Regions from separate parts of the Sus scrofa genome. Here region 1 is linked to region 2. A link is a contact called in public Hi-C data. All regions are on one chromosome and are shown on one strand. The core of a region is the stretch at or near the end of the contact, and the rest is flanking DNA. Distances in the headings are between cores, read along the strand shown.

What was found. Hi-C and Micro-C count contacts between places; a contact is called where the count stands out from the background.
Region 1: a contact with region 2 is called in a Hi-C map of liver, with 4 times the contacts expected there. The contact joins the promoter of CDK2AP2 here to the promoter of NDUFS8 in region 2. A contact is called at or near these places in 1 of 47 Hi-C or Micro-C datasets (liver) and 1 of 2 datasets of contacts at active chromatin or transcription factors (alveolar macrophages).

Annotation. Positions count from the first base shown.
Region 1 is chr2:5,022,406-5,028,161 of Sscrofa11.1, reverse strand. CDK2AP2 (cyclin-dependent kinase 2-associated protein 2) reads right to left here and starts at 2,906. Exons shown (of 4, transcript XM_005660628.2): 1 at 1,696-2,906; 2 at 1,508-1,608; 3 at 1,277-1,409; 4 at 396-918. The coding sequence starts at 1,522. The coding sequence ends at 851.
Region 2 is chr2:4,863,916-4,869,335 of Sscrofa11.1, reverse strand. NDUFS8 (NADH dehydrogenase [ubiquinone] iron-sulfur protein 8, mitochondrial) reads left to right here and starts at 1,944. Exons shown (of 7, transcript XM_003122434.3): 1 at 1,944-2,188; 2 at 3,117-3,180; 3 at 3,276-3,326; 4 at 3,795-3,884; 5 at 3,980-4,152. The coding sequence starts at 2,108. It also overlaps a transcript of ALDH3B1 not described here.

The DNA of each region.
Region 1 (5,756 bases), core at 1,657-4,156, 160 kb before region 2:
CATGGCTTAAGTGAAAGGGCACTTCCATCCTGCCGGGCCTCACCATTACCAGCTAATTCAGAGGAAGAACCCTCTAGGCTCAGGCTGGAGGCAGTGCCCTCAGCTGTGGAGGCAGCCAAGGCCCTGCGCTGCCCCCTGGTGGCATGACTGTGAAGGAGGGCAGGGCTTTCAGCCACTGGAGCTCAACCCTCTCTACTACTTACAGGTGGAAGAGGCAGGGGGCAGCGGCAGACAAGGGCAGGGTCCCACCAAGGTCAATGGACAGTGGAGGCAAGGCAAAGCTGGGCTCAGTGGACCTCTCTCCCACCCAGTGCACCACCCCGAGTCTCCTCTTTGCCCTCCTTCCTGGCCCACCCAGACTTACTAGACGCAGCAGACTCATAAAGACTACAAGCTGAGAGAACAACTCCAAATTATCTTTTATTTATACAAAAAGGGCATATTTAGCAAAAGACACACCGAGAAAAGAGTTATGGCCTAGGAGACGAGGCAGGGAGGCGACAGGCCTTCTGAGGCTCTGCTGGGGGGAGAAGGGGTCTGGGAAAACGGTAAGTCCTGGGTAAGTGCTGAGCGGTGGGGCCACAGAAAGGAGAAAGCCCCAGCTGGATCAACACTGTTGGCAGGTCATGGGTGGGACTCCCAGGGACCTCACTGCTCCCTCTTTTGGGGGTTCCAGTTACTGCTGCCGACTGGAGTGAGAGCCGCCCACTGGTTCCTGGAGGGCACCCACCAAAGGACACAGGACAGGAAGCCCAGGATGGGAAGTGCAACTCGGGGTGAAGGCCAGGGAGAAGCAGGTGCTCTGCAGTGGCCAGGAAAGGTCCAGACGCCGAGGAGGAGTCGAGTCCTGTTACGTGCGGGCGTTCCGCTCTGTCTCTGCCAGGCACTCTCTGACTAGGGCCCGGGCATGGATGATGCCTGGGGTGAGGATGGGAAAGGAACAGATGAGGCCTCAGTGACCCTCCATAGCCCCACACCCCCCTCCAGAGGAAGACCCCCCTCCCTCCCTACTCCCCTTTCCTTTCAGTGAAAGGGACTATGACCTAATGGGGGCCTGGATGAGATCAGAGGTTCGGTTAATGCTCAAATTTGCCCCGGTGAAATACAAATTCTCTGGACCTTCCCTGGAAACGGACTCGGCTGCAATTCACTGCAAAATGCCTCTGTGGACAGTGATACTGGCCCTAGTCTACGCTTGGCTCAGGTGGCCTCCACCTGTCTTTCCTTCCCAGTGTTAAGTCTCCTGGGCAGGGGTGGTGGGCCTGGCCTCACTCACCTCTCTTCAGGCGCTCCATGGCACTCTTGCTGCCAGCATAGGTGGGTCGGATCTCTTTGCCCATCTCCTCTATGACCGACAGCAGGTCCGTGTAAGTGCTCTGGGAGCCCTGGGCGCCAGGTGGTTTCATTGCCTGTGTCAAAGGAGAACACGGCAGTGAGCTCAGGCCAAGAGGGGGGCTCCAGTCCTCCTCCACAGGCAATCCTATGGAAGATCCTAGGCTCCACTCACCTGCACATAGCCCATGGAGGGCGGTCCAAAGTCGTTAAACAGAGGTCTGAAAGGAGCAGCAGCTCCCGGCACCGAGCCCGACGGCGATGGGACACTTCCAGCTGCAACAGGCGCGAGTGAGAGGTCAGCGCGGGGTAGGGACGCCTCGTCCCGGCGCTCCAAGCCCCGGACCAGATTCGCCCGATTACCTCCAAAGGGATGCTTGGCTTCACGCTGCTAAACTTCAGGACAAACCCCTCCCCCTGTGCTTCACCAACAAGCCCTACGTGACCACGCCCACATCACAGGCCAGTAAACTGAGGCTCAGCGAGGGTAGCCGGCAGGCCCACTACTGCAGAACTCAGGCCGTCCTCTCTTCGAGACCTCCACCGCCCGGACAGGCGAGCAGGGGTGGAGCTGGATCCTCACCTGTAGGGACCGGGGTGCCGGGCCCAGGGGTGCTGGAGCCCGGGGTGCTGCTGGGGGCGGGGGCGATGGGTTTGTAGGACATCCCCAACTCCTGGGTGCGGCAGACGCCGGCCGGCCGCTCCTCCCGGGTTGGCTGCCTGGCCGCTTAGCTGCGCTCTGATTGGCAAGCCGGCAGCACGCCCCTGGTAAATAGAGCTCAGGCCGGAAGGGCGGGCGGGCACGAAGGCTCCTTCACTCCTGATTGGTGCGCGAAGACGTCACTCGGGCCTTGTCATTGGCCGAGGCCGGCCCCAACAGGCCGCAACCGCTTCTGATTGGTCTCCGCCTTCCGGACCTCGCACCTGTCTGCTCCGGATTGGGTAGTGGTCGATGCCCTCCGCAATTGGCGAGTTCGCGGCCCGGGCCGGCGCGCTCTCAATCCGATTAGTCCCAAAACGCGAGAGGCGGAGCCTCGGAAGCCGGACCTGGGTCCGGTCCGCCGCGGTTCGAGCCCGGCGGGGCTTCCCGGGCGCGGTTGTCGTCCTCACGCCTCACTCACGTTGCTTTGTACGTCACCTTTCCGCTGCCGTCCCGGTTCAGCTGGGGCTGCTGTCGTCGCCGCCGTCGCCGCCGCTGCCGCGCGCGCGCGCGCGCCTTTCCGCCGCTCCGAGTGCGGGAGGACGCAGGGCTTTGACGTTCCCAGCCCTGCGCCCCACCCCGTGCGCTTTTACGTCACCTTTCACCGGTTCAACAACCTGTCCCCGACCCGCGCATGCGCCCTCTTAGGGCCTCGTTTGTTCCCATGGCAACGGACCCCTCACCAATGCTGCTGACACGCCTCTTCCTCGCAATTGCCTGGACCTCGGGTCCTGCCCCTCTTCCAACTACCTGGACCTCAACCTGCCCTCCTCCCCCAAGGCCCCACGCCGGTGCCCCATAATGATAATAGCGGGAACAGCTAATCTTAAATACTTACGGCATCCCGGGTTCTGTACCACGGACGGTCCTGGATCAGGGACTACAGCAGCATCTGGGGTCAGACTGATGGGTCTAATCGCACCCTCAGCCCCCACCCCCACTTGCCCTTGGGCAAGTTACCTCCCTAGGCCTCAACTTCCTCATCTGTGAAATGGGGACGCTAGGAACAACCATCTCCTAGGATTGTTGTGTGGATTAAACGAATAGTCATAAAATGCTTATGTTTCATTCTCCTCTTCCCTATCCATTTCTCTATCCAGACCCCTCTCCTCAAATCTCATTCCTCACAACCTGAGATCTTAGACTCTCCTCCAAACCGTAACCCTTTTTTCCCAGGCTACTTCTCAAAACCTCTCTGGCTTTGTGTACCGGTCATGTCCAGGACATTCATTCATTCGTTCATTCAGCAAACATTTTGATTCCATCCCCCATCTTCGGCTTTATGCTGGACACTGATATGGAAGTGAACTGGCCATGGCTTCTGTCCTCCAGGAGCTCCTAGTCTCAAGGAGAGACAGACAGGGAAGCAAAAGCACACAATGGACTAAGGCAATGTGGAGACTGGGACAGGGAGCATTGGAACTTAGGGGAAGTGTGACATCACAGAAGTTTTCCCAGAGAGGCACCACTCAACAGGTGAATGGACAGATAAACTGAGCAGTCGCCATACAATCAACTATTATTCAGCAATAAAAGGAAATCATCTATCTATAGCCTTGAAAAGATATAGACACAGTGCTGAGAAGCCAGTCTGAAAAAGCCACATACTGTATGATCCCAAATGTACGGCATTCCGCAAAAGGCAAATTGATACAGAAGGTAAAAAAAATGACTGGTTGCCAAGGGTGCTGGGGTGAGGGGGTGCTGGGTAGAGGGGGGAGGGGTAAAATTGAACAGGGGGAGCAGAGGGGATGGGGGGGCATGAAGTGATTATGTATGATGCTGTAATGGTACATGCAAGACCTTGACAGTTACCAAAGAGTAAACTTTTTCATTTAGAAGGTCAGGCGATCCGAGGGTGGAAAGCAGAATATGACAAAAGAATCTAGCTGTATTGCAAATGTAGGAACAGCCTCACTGAAGGGGGTGGGGGAATCAGGTGCTAATCTGGAAATCAGTGGAGTCTGGAGGAACAAAGACAAAAAGATCTGCACGTAAGCACTGGACCCTGGTTGATGACGCGGTTTCCCATGGGGGATGGGTTGACAATTCTGAAACCACTGCACACGTACACTGGAATTCAAAATTAAATAAGTGTAGAACGAATGGCTTCTCACTGTTGGAATGAGGAGTTACAGGTAGCAAGGGAAGGAGGTTAGAATAGTCCATGGGCTAATGGATTGGAGTTGGAGCTCTCAATAGGAGCTCATGTTTAGCTTGACATAAATACAGTTGGTTACATACAGAAATATTTTTTTCTTTCTTTTTACGGCCACACTCACGGCATATAGAAGTTCCCGGACTAGGGGTGGAATCAGAGCTGCAGCTGCTGGCTTACATCACAGCCACAGCAACACCGGATCTGAGCCACACCTGCAACCTACACCACAGCTTGCGGCAATGCCGGATCCTTAAGCCATTGAGCAAGGCTAGGGATTGAACCACATCCTCACAGGCACTGTGTTAGGTTCTTAACCCGCTGAGCCACAGCAGGAAAGAGTAATCTGACTGTACAGAAACCTGACCAACTCCACCAGGTGATCAAGTTCCCCTCATTAGTGCTGGCCTGTGGAGAGAAGTCACCCTGGATATGCTGGGCTGAGAAGAGGATTTCACTTCTGTAGTTTTCCTTCCCCAGACCCATAATCCAAGACGAATTGTCATGAGAAAAACATCTGACAAATCCCAATTTAGGGACATTCTATAACATATCCGACCAGTCCTCCTCCAAAGACAATTTTTCTTTTTATTTTCTTTTTTGACTACCCTTCAGCACATGGAGTTCCCTGGCTGGGGATCAGATCCGAACCACAGTTGCAACCTATGCCATGGCTGCGGCAATGCTGGATCCTTGACCCATTGGGCCGGGCTGGGGATCAAACCTGCGTCTCAATGCTCCAGATGCCATGGATCCCATTGCGCCACAGCAGGAACAATACTTTTTTTAAAAAAGGAAAATCTGTAAAACCATCCCAAACAAGAGAAGCCTTAAGGAGATGTGATGCCTAAGGTAGGATGGTGTCCTGGATGGCATTCTGGAACAGAAGAAGGACAAGCAGCGGAAAAGTGATAAAATCTGCATCAATTGTGAACTTGAGTTCATAGCAACGTATCCGTATTAGTTCATTGACAGTGACAAAGTTACCTCTCTAATGTAAGAGGTGAATAGCGTATCATGGTCAATTTTATGTGTCATCTAGACTAGGTCGCAGGGGGCCCAGCCCTCTGGTCACACGTGATTCTGTGTGTGTCTGTGAGGTTGCATCTGGATGAGATTAACGTTGGTCGAATCTGTAGACTGAGTCAAGCAGACTGCTCTTCCCAGTGAGGGCTGAAGACCTGGATGCAACAAAGAGGCTGAAGGAGAGGGAATTCTGCCTGCCGGACTGCTGAGCGGGGCCATCGGGCTTCTCCTGTCCCCAGACTGGAACTTGCAACATCGACTTTTCTGGCTCTCAGGCCTTGGGGCCAGACTGGAGCTACATTACCAGGTCTCCAGGATAGCAGCATGCTGACTGCAGATCTTGGGACCACTCAGCGCCCATGACTGTCTGAGCCGATTCTTTACAGTAAATATCTTTTCAATCTAATTTCATCTTTTTGTTTTTTAGAGTCATACCTGCGGCATACGGAGGTTCCCAGGCTAGGGGTTGAATGGGAGTTGCAGCTGCCGGCCTATACCACAGCCACAGCAACGCAGAATCTGAGCCGCGTCTGTGACCTA
Region 2 (5,420 bases), core at 695-3,194:
CAGGTCATACGGTGGGACTGGCAGAGCCCAGGTCTGTCTGACGTCCCCTCGGCTGGCCACTGGGGGCCTGACGGCCACACTCTCTGCCACCGGACAGGCGCCAGTGGGATGGGCAACTACCATGGCAAGTTCTCCTTCGACACTTTTTCCCACCACCGCACCTGCCTGTTGCGCAGTCCTGGGCTGGAGAAGATCTACGCCATCCGGTACCCACCCCATTCTCCACGCAACCTGAGGGTGCTGCTGACGGCCATGGAGACCCGCAGCTGCAGCTGCACCCTGCTGTGAGCCGGCTTCAGGCACCGGAGGATCCAGCACCCCTTCCAGCTCACCTGAGTCCTCTGCAGCCACGGCCACCTGGGGCTGGAGGAGATATGACTGGGGTCCTCGGCACAGGAGGAAAAGGCCGGGGCCAGTGCTTGCCCTCCTCTCTCCTGGGGTTTCTCTCTTTGAGAAGATGTCCCCCAGCTAGGATGGGTCACGGTGCAGGAGTGTGGGAACCAGTGCAGTAACCTGGCTGCCTCCTCCCACCCTGGCCACCTGTGTCCCCGGAGAGGAGGGTAGATGTGGGCACCTCTTGGCCACCACCCTTTCTGTGGCGGGTGCAAAACGGGCCCTGGCATCTGGCCCATGTCACGCTGTGGACGGGCTGTGACCGGGGTCATCCCTGCCCTCTCTGAGCCTGTCTCCCTGTCTGTGTACAGAGGAGGTAGCGAACAGCACCTCCAGACAGCACTGTGAGGATTAAATCTCGGAGCTGAATCGCTGACTCCAAGCTTCAGGTGTCCTGTCTCCTCACTTGGGTGGGTGAGGCTGCCCCCGTCGTCTCTCCCCCCACCTGTCCCTCCAGTTCAAGCTGATGAGACACCTGCAGCAGGACTCCCCTTCAGCTTGCGCCTCTTGGGAGCTCTGGATGTGCTCCCGTCCCCCAAGTGGCTGGCCCTGGGTGCCTTCCCCACAGCATATCCCAGCCTGGACTCACACGCTGCCCTGCCTGCCAATCCTCCTGGGCCCCAAGGCCCTGGCGTGGTCCCCCTCCACTCAGCCACCAGAGCCAAACTCCTGGGCCTCCTGCTGGATACTCCCTTCTCACCTCCCAGATCCCATCTTTGAACAATTCCAGATGATTCTATAATGCTGCCGAACTTCCCTGAGCCATACAGCAATCACTGTGCCCAGACCCAGCCCTTCTCCTCCGCAGTACCCACGTGGCCCTCAGCCTGACCCCCTTCAGAGGCGTGCTCTGGCCCACAAGTCTGGACCCTTAACAGTCCCTGGGAGGCCCCATGCGTGCCACCCTCTCCTTGTCCTCTTCAAATGCCCTCGAGGTGTCCTCCTTTTCGGGCAGACCTCTGCACTGACGCTGGGCATATCCTCTGGTCCTTCTTGTTCTGCCCAACTCCTCTTTACTGTCTGCTGGGACGGCACCTCCTCCAGGAAGTCCTCCCTGACCACTTTCCACTCCCTCCGACCCAGATGACCTAGGGGATCTTCTCGGCCTCCGGGGTCCCTCTGCCGCACAAGTCACTGGGAGGAAACACCGCTTTGGTGGCCGTTGAGGGACGGGGCTCCCGAGTCGTTTAGATCCAAGACCGTTGTGGCGGCCACACGCAGCAGCTCTAAGGCTTGGACCAAGTAATTACGCATGCCCGTGCCTCAGTTTCCCCATCTGTAAAGCGAGAACGATCGTTCCTTCACACAGGGCTCCGTGAGGATTAAATGAAACCGCTCGGGTGAAGTTTTAGCCCGGAGCAGGCACGGCTCCCGCGCGTAATCAAGCGCCGAGATTCTCGTCCCCGCTATCACATACCGCCCGCGGAGGCCGGGGGGGCGGAGGGGGGCGGGTACCTCTGGCCAGGATGCCCAGTCAGAACTGGAGCAGCTTCCCTAAACCACGCCTCGGATGTCCCGCCTCCAAGGAACCGGGAGTCCCGGTTCATCAGCCTCTTGAATCCAGCTCGGCGGCGCTCTACCGCACTTCGAGCGCCTGCTCTTCCCTAGCCAATCGGATTAAAGGTCGTCTTTGATCCCGCCTCTTTTGGCCGCATCAGCCAATCAGACCACACTATGAAGAGTCAGCGCGGAAAAGGCAAAGCCAGCCGGCCCAATGGAAGCGTCCCAGGAATGTAGGCTCCGCCTCTCGGTGGACCGGCCTCCTCCGCACGGGAAGGAGCGGCAGCGCTTCAAGGTGGGTGTTCGGGGCTCAATTGTTAAGGCCAGGTCTGGGCAGCGCGGCGTCGGGGGCGAGTGTGGAGCCCCTGCTGGCCCCGCTGGCTCCGCGCCCAGGCTCATCTCGGCCCGCCCAGGACCCGCAGCCTCCGTGCCCTTGAGCGTGCAGCGGGCGGATCGAGAGGCCCATACCCTCAGGGCGCAGGCGCCGCCCGCATCCGTGGGGTCAGAGGTCGTGAGGAAGGTCGGGGAAGGAGCTGGGTTGGGCTCCTGTCACTGAATTCGGCGGTCAAAGAAATGGGCCCTGTAGAGGTCACAGGTCACGGGAGGGGCACTTTTGAGCTCAGGCTAAGTGCCAGGCCCGGGGCTAAACCCTTGGCATCGTCGAGCTCCCGTTTCACAGACGAGAAAACCCAAGGTCACTGCAGGCTGGGAGACAGTTCCAGAAGGGCCTGGATGCTGGGGAAAGGAGTTGATCTGGAGGGTTATTTGAGCCTTTAAAGGGTTCCAGCAGGGGAGGCCTGGAGGTGTGAAGGGAGGGGTCTGGTCTGGGTTCACATCCTGGTCTCACCTCCTTAGGTGTGACTGTGGGCAGGTCACTTCACACGAGTGAGCGCAGCTTCTCATCTGTGCCTCCCTCTGGGGTGGGTGGGAGTCCTCCTGAGGACAAAGTGACAGTGCACGTGACCCCTAGCAATGTGCTTGGCACAGGGAGCTCTCAGTAAAGGCTGTTGGCAGTGTTATCTGCGTCCATCTGGAGGCTGGGAGGGGCTACACCTGGGAACGGGAAGGCTGCCTGTGCCTCTGATCAGAATGGGGTTGAGTAGGGGACAAGATGACGTGGTCGTGCTGGGTCAAGGGTCAGGGCTCCTGCAGTGCTGGAGTGCGGGGGTCTGGGGGGCCCTGTATGGGACCCACCTACACCTCCCTCCCTTTCACCCCCACAGATGCGCTGCCTGAGCACGCCCATGCTGCTGCGGGCCCTGGCCCAGGCCCAGGCTGCACATGCAGGTAGGACTCGGGGGCCTTTCTGGGGTTGGGGTTGGGTGCGGTACCACCTCTCAGGATGAGGTCGCAGCTGCACAGCGGAACCCCTCTCCTTGCAGGACATCCCAGCGCCCGGACCCTCCACAGCAGCGCGGTCGCAGCCACCTACAGTGAGTAGTCCTGGCAGGGCTCCCCCTCTCCCAGCCTTAGTTGCCACTCCGTAAAAGGAGGGTGGTGATCGAGATTGAATGTGGTCCATGGGAGCCGAGTCCGTCATTGCAGGGCGTTGGGGGGGCAGCCCTTCCCAGTGGCTACACAGTATTATTTCAGAGCTGCCCTGCCCTGTGCGGTTTGAGTCGGGAGCTGCCAGGTGTGAGCCTTGGGAGCCTGTGTTTGTTCATCGGGACCCCAGTACCCAAACCGCCTCCTGCCCCCATCACCTCCTGGCTTAGATGGCCACACAGGTGCAGGGAGAAGCCAGGGAGGACTGCCCAGGGCCAGAGGCCGGCAGGGGAGGGTTTGGTGAAAGAGCAGACCCCTGGGGGAGGCCAGGCTTCATCTCCCTGAGCTGGAGTCCTGGGGGAGGGCCTGTGTGAGGACCCCCTACGGCACTGCTGCTTTGCCCACCTCCCCTGCAGAGTTTGTGAACATGCGTGAGCCCTCGATGGACATGAAGTCGGTGACTGACCGGGCAGCCCAGACCCTGCTGTGGACCGAGCTTGTCCGAGGTGGGCCCCGGGGCAGAGGGGCGAGGTGGGCTGGGGATGGGCACAGAGGTGTTAGGGAAGAGAGGCCCTTCCCACCATGCCTGTGCTGCCCCCAGGCCTGGGCATGACCCTGAGCTACTTGTTCCGGGAGCCGGCCACCATCAACTACCCATTTGAGAAGGGCCCGCTGAGCCCGCGCTTCCGCGGGGAGCACGCGCTGCGCCGGTACCCATCCGGGGAGGAGCGTTGCATCGCCTGCAAGCTTTGCGAGGCCGTCTGCCCTGCCCAGGTGAGCCCCTGACCCCGCCTGACCGCCCAGCTCAGCCTCCACTGGGAGTGAAGTGGGAGCGAGGTGGGAGGCGCTGGGCCCTGAACTCTGGCCCCCCTGCTGGCTATGTGTTCTCCAGGAAAGTTCCTTTGCTGCACTGAGCCACTCCCCCCCCCCCCCCCCCCCCCCGTGAAGAATTGGAATGATGAGCCAGGTTGTCGGAGCCACGGAGGCGGTGACTCAGTGTAGTGAAGCTCTCAGCCCCCGACAGACCACGTGACATGTGTGGGTCCCGCCCTTGGAGGTTTGGTCCAGGGAGTGAAACCCACGCCTTGAGCCACGAGGTGGCACCTGAGGGTCTCTGCTTTTACCCGCATGCAGCAGTGATCTGAAGAGCCCTGCCTGTGTGCCTTTCACAGGGCCTGACCCAAGGACACAGGTGACACAGCTGAGGCCCTCGCTGCCCTGGTGGCGGCTCCTTTGAGCCCTGAGTGTTCGGTTCTGCTGGAGGGGCCCACAGGGACTGCCTGCAGTCACTGCCTATTAGTATAGAAACAGAAAGACACAACTGGGCACAGGTGGGTGTGCCCAGCAGGCACAGGGGGTACCCCCAGTCCACACAGCGCCCCCTCCCAGCAGCTGCTCGAGGCCACATCTCTGTGACTCAGGACAGCTCCTGTCCAAGTCCTGGCTCATCTCCTGGCCACTCCCAGGTCCTCCAGGCGACAGCCTGTGGCCTTGCTCTTTCCGCGCCGGGAGAGCCCCAAAAAATAATAGCAGTCATGCCCTCTAGGCAGCGAGGGCCGGCCACGGACCAGGCACTGTGCCAAGCTCATGGTTTACACAAGTCTAGGAGGTTGAGGCTATTATCGCCATTTTTATAGACAAGGAAACTGAGGCCCAAAGAGAAGTGGCTGCTGGTCTGAGGTCCCACTCATTACACTCCTGAGGACATCTGTGGCCTTGGCCACGCCACTTCGAAGGTCCTCTCGGCTGTGGAAGGGCCCAGGCCACCCCTTCCCCCAGCGAGTGCGAGGCTGCACCCAGGAACTGAGAGTTAAGGACTTGTCATTGAGTCTGAGCCTTGCCCCTCACTTACTGTGTGGCTTCGGGAAACCCCTCGACCTCTCTGAGCCTCACGTTTCTCATCCACTAAATGGGGATAGCTAGATGTAATTGGGAGGCTGTTGAACAGACAACCAGTAGTATTTGGGCATCTTTTACAGTTGGGACCCCTCGGGGCTGCAGGTGCTATGATGAACAAGGCAGGCCACAGCCCTCTCCTCGTG